Regions from separate parts of the Sus scrofa genome. Here region 2 is linked to region 1. Evidence: chromatin contacts called from public Hi-C data. All regions are on one chromosome and are shown on one strand. The core of a region is the stretch at or near the end of the contact, and the rest is flanking DNA. Distances in the headings are between cores, read along the strand shown. Region 1 has its middle 89 kb from the start of MIR365-1. Region 2 has its middle 7.3 kb from the start of MIR365-1.

Region 1 (2,930 bases), core at 267-2,766:
CCCTCCCCAAATCCAATCCTGCAAAACCCCAAGCCAACTGGTGGGTCCATCAAACAGTGAGATTTTAGAGGAAAAGGGCTAAGAGCCCCTCACATCCAGTCCCTCCCACACCAGTTACGGCATGAACCACACACTTGCTTGAGATCCCCCAGCCTCTAGGCAGAGGTGGGAGCTGGACCCTCCCACCCAAAAGAGATCCCCAGTCTCTGCTCCACCTTCTTCCTGCACCACTGGTGCTGAGGCAGAACCCAGGATTTGGAGCATTTAGAGCGTTGCCTGTAAAACGATGGCACGCCTTCCATCCAATTTTCTCCCCCCTTGAGGAGCGGAGGTCAGGTGGGTGAGGTGTTTTGAGTGAGTGCCTCTCGTGTTTCTTGCTGGTTTCCCTTGAGGCGATTGGAGATGATTCCTCTTGTCTGTCAAAGAGAGACCTGAAGTCCTTGTGGTTCCCCAAGAGCCTGTTTCTCTTGAGAGCAGCTGGGAGAAAGATTGAGTGTTCCTCTGAGTCCCACGGTGATATGTGCACTTAACTGAGCAAGAATTGTCTCCCTGGAGCTCCCGCTGTGGCTCAGTGGTCATGAACCCAACTAGTATCCATGAGATGCAGGTTTGATCCCTGGCCTCTCTCAGTGGATTAAGGATCTGGTGTTGCCGTGAGCTGTGGTGTAGGTGACAGACGAGGCTTGGATCTGGTGTTGCTGTGGCTGTGGTGTAGGCTGGCGGCTATTATAGCTCCTCTTCAACCCCTAGCCTGGGCACTTCCAGATGCCGCAGGTGCAGCCCTAAACACCCCCCCCCCAAAAAAAAACATTTCTGATGAGTCATTGATGTCCGTTCAGCTCAGCGACAGTTAGGACTGGAACGTGGGTGATTTTCTTTGCTCTGCTCTCTGCCATTATTGCCTCTATTAGGAATTTGATGTGCTCAAAAGATAGAGTTTGCCGCTTGCTAACTGTGGGCCTTTTGCGGGTGGTGGCATCCACAGGAAGCATTCCCATTGGGGTTTTGTGACCCTGGCATCAGTATGTACATATGTATGTATGTATTTTTTTCCTTTTAGGGCTGCACCTGCAGCACATGGAAGTTCCCAGACTAGGGGTTGAATCGGAGCTACAGCTGCTAGCCTACACCGAAGCCACAGCAACGCCAGATCTGAGCCGCATCTGTGAATGTCACTGCAGCTTGCGGTAACGCCAGATCCTTAACCTAGTGAGCGAGTCCAGGGATAGAACCCTCATCCTTACGGAGACTACGTCGGTTCCTTAATCTGCTGAACTACAGTGGGAATTCCTGTACCTAGCTGGTGGTAATTCCCTTCTTGCTTTTCAGACCTTAAAGGGTGGCCTTGTAATCCTGGAGCTAAACGTGCACGCACAAAGGCCCCTGGTCCCGCTGTGTCTGTGCGGGACCCAGCCTGCAGCGGGAGTCCCTGGAAACAGCTTCCCTCTCTGCACATGGCTCTGTGTGTGCCTGGCTCGCAGTCTTGCTGGCGATCGTGTGTTGGCACTGACCCACGAATATTTGCCTCTCATGTCTTTGAGAGAGAAGAGTCGGCCTCGCCTGGAGGGTAGCCGGGGTGTGCATGGACGGCTGTCTCGGGCTGGATGCCGCACTCCAGGTCGGGGAAAATGTGGTGGGCTCACCTTTGTTCATGGGGTGGGTCACAGGATTCACTGTGTGAAGCTGGAGGGAAGCCCAGGAAACTGGAGAAGTTTCTTGGGGAGGGTACCAGCTTGGGGACTCCAGGAGGGAACAGGAAGACACTGCCTGTGGTTACTGAAGGCAGCGATGCGCAGGAGGTAGTGGCAAGAGCGGGCTGTTTGCTCATCAGGTGAGGGGCCTGCGGAGTGAGGTTAGTGATGGGCCAGGCCTGGGCCTGAGTAGTGCATCTTTGCAGTTTTATCCTTATGCATTTAGAAGAAAATGTGTTGATTTTTTTTTTTTTCCTGTCACATGCTCAGCACTCTAAGAGGTTATTCATGCCAGGAGGAGCTGCTGGTGTTTTAGCAAACTAGCACGTCTCACCTGAAGCTTGTAAAGCGCTAGACGGAATCGTAACTGTGATAATAAGGGCAGGCACTGATGCGGCTGCAAGGTGAGCCAGGGATCCTTCCAGGTGCTTTGCGTGTGTTTAAGAGCAGATGGGAGGTCCAGAGGCTGGGCTGGGGGGTGGCCAGCAAGCCTTGCCCGTGGGCTCCCCTAGCATTAGTTATATGAATGAGTTTTACTCCACAAACGTGGCCTTTTAAAATGTCACAATCCTTACAAAAGTTTTTATGGTAAAAAGCCCTTGCATTATTGAAATATACCTGACACGTAACATTGTGGAAAATTCAGGTGGCCGCCCTGTTGATTTGATACACTTACATGGCAAAACGATTCCCGCCATGGGGGGCGCTAACACCTGCAGCTCGTCACATGGTTACCATTTCTTCTTTGGGGTGAGACATTTACTCTCAGCAACTTTCAGTGTACAATACAGTGTGATTAACTAGACTCCCCCTGCTGTGTATTTGATTCCCAGAACTTCATCTTATACCTGATAGCATGACCCTTGACCAGCGACTCATTTTCCCACCTCCCAGCCCCTGCTAACCACGTCTCTACCCTGTTTCAATGAATTCAGCTGTTTTATTTATTGTATTCATTTATTTATTTATTTGGCTTTTTAGGGTCACACCTGCAGCATACTATAGAGGTTCCCAGGCTAAGGGTCGAATCGGAGCTGCACCTGCCGGCCTACACCACAGCCATAGAAACGTGGATCCAAGCTGCATCTGTGACCTACACCACAGCTCACGGCAACGCTGGATCCTTGACCCACTGAGCAAGGCCCGGGGTGGAACCTGCATCCTCATGGACACTATGTTGGGTCCTTAACCCACTGGGCCACAACGGGAACTCCAGCATCCTCGACTTTCCCCTCTGAG
Region 2 (2,906 bases), core at 12-2,511, 81 kb after region 1:
TGAAGAGGCAAACAGTTCCCAAGTCCCGAATCAGAACGCTTTGGACCATACAGAGTTGATGTGAGATCCACTATTAGGGGAGCTATGATGAAGGAGAGACGCTGATAATGCTCTTGGATACAGAGACAGAACACAGAGCGTGCTCTCGTCCTCCCCTGTCCCCTATCCCGCCCCTGATCTCTCCCACCCTCCAGACTGGCCTCAATCAGCTGCGAGGCGGAGGCTGGAGATCGGGTGCGAAAAGCAAGCTTCCCACCTGCTCCAGTTTGGACAATCCTGGATTGGCTCCGTTTGGTCACATGCCCAAACCTGGACCAATCACTGCGGCCAAGTTCAGAAGTGGGCTGCTGTGATTGGTCCTTGTGAGTCATGACACCCCCACCTGGATCAATGACGGTAGCTGAGGCTTGGGTATTGTGAGCGATTGTCTTTGGCGGTATTCCCACGGGCCATCGTGCCTTTTACTAAAAGTGGGAGAGAAAGTGCTGGCAGGAACAAAAACAAAAGCCAAACCGAGAGCCACCTATCTCCGCCAGAGCCTTCTCCTGGCTGTGCGGCTTCTACGCTTACTCTGCTGAGAATTGCCTCAATGGTGAGTCGGGCTTCGCTTTAAGATCCACTCTTGTCTATAAACCCCACCGCTGCCTGCAGGATTTACTCAGACTTGTTGTAGTTGGGTTTTTGCCATTGTTATTACATTATTTAATCAAATATAAAATGTTTTTTAATTCTTTAGTTTATGATGGCCTCTCCAGCCCCCGAGGGTAGGAACCGTGTCTATCTTGTTGGTTACTGCGTTGCTCCGGCCCAGTACTCAGCCCCTTTTCTATATAGTAGGTCCAGGAACGAATGAATGAACATTCACACATTCATTGAACATCCTACAGAGAACAGGAGGCACCACAAGGTCGTCACCAGTTCGCTCAGTCTCTCTCTTCCACATTCTCCCTTCTTCTCTGTCATGTTGGATTCCCCTTCATGACAAAGTTCTGTTCGTCTAAGTCTATCCTCAAGTGTCCTCCCAACACACACTGCAAAGCCTTGAATCTCTGGGTGGATTCTTGGGTTGAGCGCCTTAGATAAGCCCAGGAAATCAGGTTCATTGGGTTGGTGGAGACTATTCTTTGAGGGCGATAACGGAGTTCTGTTTGGGCTGGAAGGGACTGGGAGGGACTGGGTGCCATGATAGGCTGCCAACGTCTGCCCTGACCGCCTGCCTCTGATGGGACTCCTGGTCCTGTTGCTGTTCTGGATAGTTTGCTGACCAGCGGGCCTCTGTTCTGAAGACTGCAGCTCTGGCATTTGCTGTGGGATCAGAGTACACTCAGTCTAGGACAAAATGGAGTGGCCAGATAAAACAACTGCAGGCGCTTAGGGAAGAAGGCTTAAGACAAATGGCTATTTTTTTTTTTTTTAAAGTACTTATAACCCACATGTCAGCTGGGGTCATCTTATTTTTGGAGATTCAAATGGAATGGGCTTGAACTTGGTCCCACATGCCATGGGAGACCCAACTTTCCTTGGAACCTTTCCAGGGAATGGGGGTGAAGGGCGTTTGTGTCTCTCCTAGTCACCCAAGGTTCTGAATTCCTGCATCCAATGAATCCGTTCTGCTTAGGTGCCCTTTTGCTGGCCTCGTGGGCACATGACCTGTACAGTTGTAGAGGGTCTACTTTGATTTTAATGCTCTACTGTTGTCATCCTGAACTTCTTAGTAATTTCTCTCTTTCTTTTTTTGGATGAGTTAGGCATAAATGATTTTTCTAAATTTAACTTTAATTTTTTAAAATTATAGTTGATTTATAATGTTGTGCCAGTTTCTGCTGTACAGCAAAGCGACCCATTCATTTGTTTACACACACACACACACACACACACACACACACATTCCCTTTCTTACATTATCTTCCATCATGGGCTAACCCAGGAGATTGGCTATAGTTCCCTGTGCTATATAGTAGGGCCGCACTGCTTAATCCAGTCTAAATGTCATAGTTTGCATCTACTAACTCCCAATTCCCAGTCTGTCCTACTCCCTACCACCCACCACTGCAACCGCAAGTCTGTTCTTGACGTCTGTGAGTCTGTTTCCGTTTTGTAGATAGGTTCGTTTGTGCCATATTTTATATTTCACATATTACTGATATCATGTGGTATTTGTCTTTCTCTTTATGATCTGCTTCACTTAGTATGAGACTCTCTAGTTGCATTCACGTTGCTATAAATGGCATTATTTCACTCTTTTTATGGCTGAGTAGTATTCCATTATATACGTGTACCACATCTTAATCCATTCATCTGTTGATGGACATGTAGGGGTTTCCAAGTCTTAGCTCTTGTCAATAGTGCTGCTATGAACACACAGGTGCAATGTATCTTTTTGAATGAAAGTCTGTCCAGATTTATGCCCAGGAGTAGGATTGCTGGATCATGTGGTAGTTCTATATTTACTTTTCTGAGGAACCTCCATACTGTCTTCCATGGTGGTTGTACTTAGTCATTGTTGAACAAAGGGCTGCACATTTTCATTCTGCAAATCAGGTAGCTAGACCTGCTTGATTCAGGAGCTTTCCTTTCCCACCCCACGCTGACCCACTCGAGACTCTGCCCCAATTCCTCCACTGTCCCTAAAGCCCATCCATGGAGTTCATGTGCGTATAGACTTGGACTGAAGCTTTCGGATGAAGGAAAATTTTGGCCTTCGAGCTAAGTTAACAGCATCAAGTCCAGTGTATGAACTGGCTCAAAGCTACTCAGTGGGAAACAATGAAGGAGGAGGGAAGGCCGATGAAACAAGAGAGGCCAAAGGTGGACCCGTGAATATACTCAAAGACACAGAGCTGGGCACTTGAGATGGGTGAATGAGATGGTAAGTGAATTATATCTCAATAAAACTGTTGGGGGAA

Evidence for each region. Hi-C and Micro-C count contacts between places; a contact is called where the count stands out from the background.
Region 2: a Hi-C map of skeletal muscle shows a contact between it and region 1, with 2.0 times the contacts expected there. The contact joins two enhancer-like sites. A contact is called at or near these places in 5 of 47 Hi-C or Micro-C datasets (epiblast stem cells, liver and skeletal muscle) and 1 of 2 datasets of contacts at active chromatin or transcription factors (skeletal muscle).

What each region holds. Positions count from the first base shown.
Region 1 is chr3:28,818,200-28,821,129 of Sscrofa11.1, forward strand. No RefSeq gene overlaps it. Among named protein-coding and RNA genes, the nearest start is that of MIR365-1, 89 kb to the right of the region's middle. Within about 2 kb of position 1,517, at least 1 of the 83 cell types and tissues checked has an H3K27ac peak or open chromatin away from gene starts, as enhancers often do. A contact at or near this core is called in skeletal muscle, where this site is marked.
Region 2 is chr3:28,899,485-28,902,390 of Sscrofa11.1, forward strand. No RefSeq gene overlaps it. Among named protein-coding and RNA genes, the nearest start is that of MIR365-1, 7.3 kb to the right of the region's middle. Within about 2 kb of position 1,262, at least 4 of the 83 cell types and tissues checked have an H3K27ac peak or open chromatin away from gene starts, as enhancers often do. A contact at or near this core is called in skeletal muscle, where this site is marked.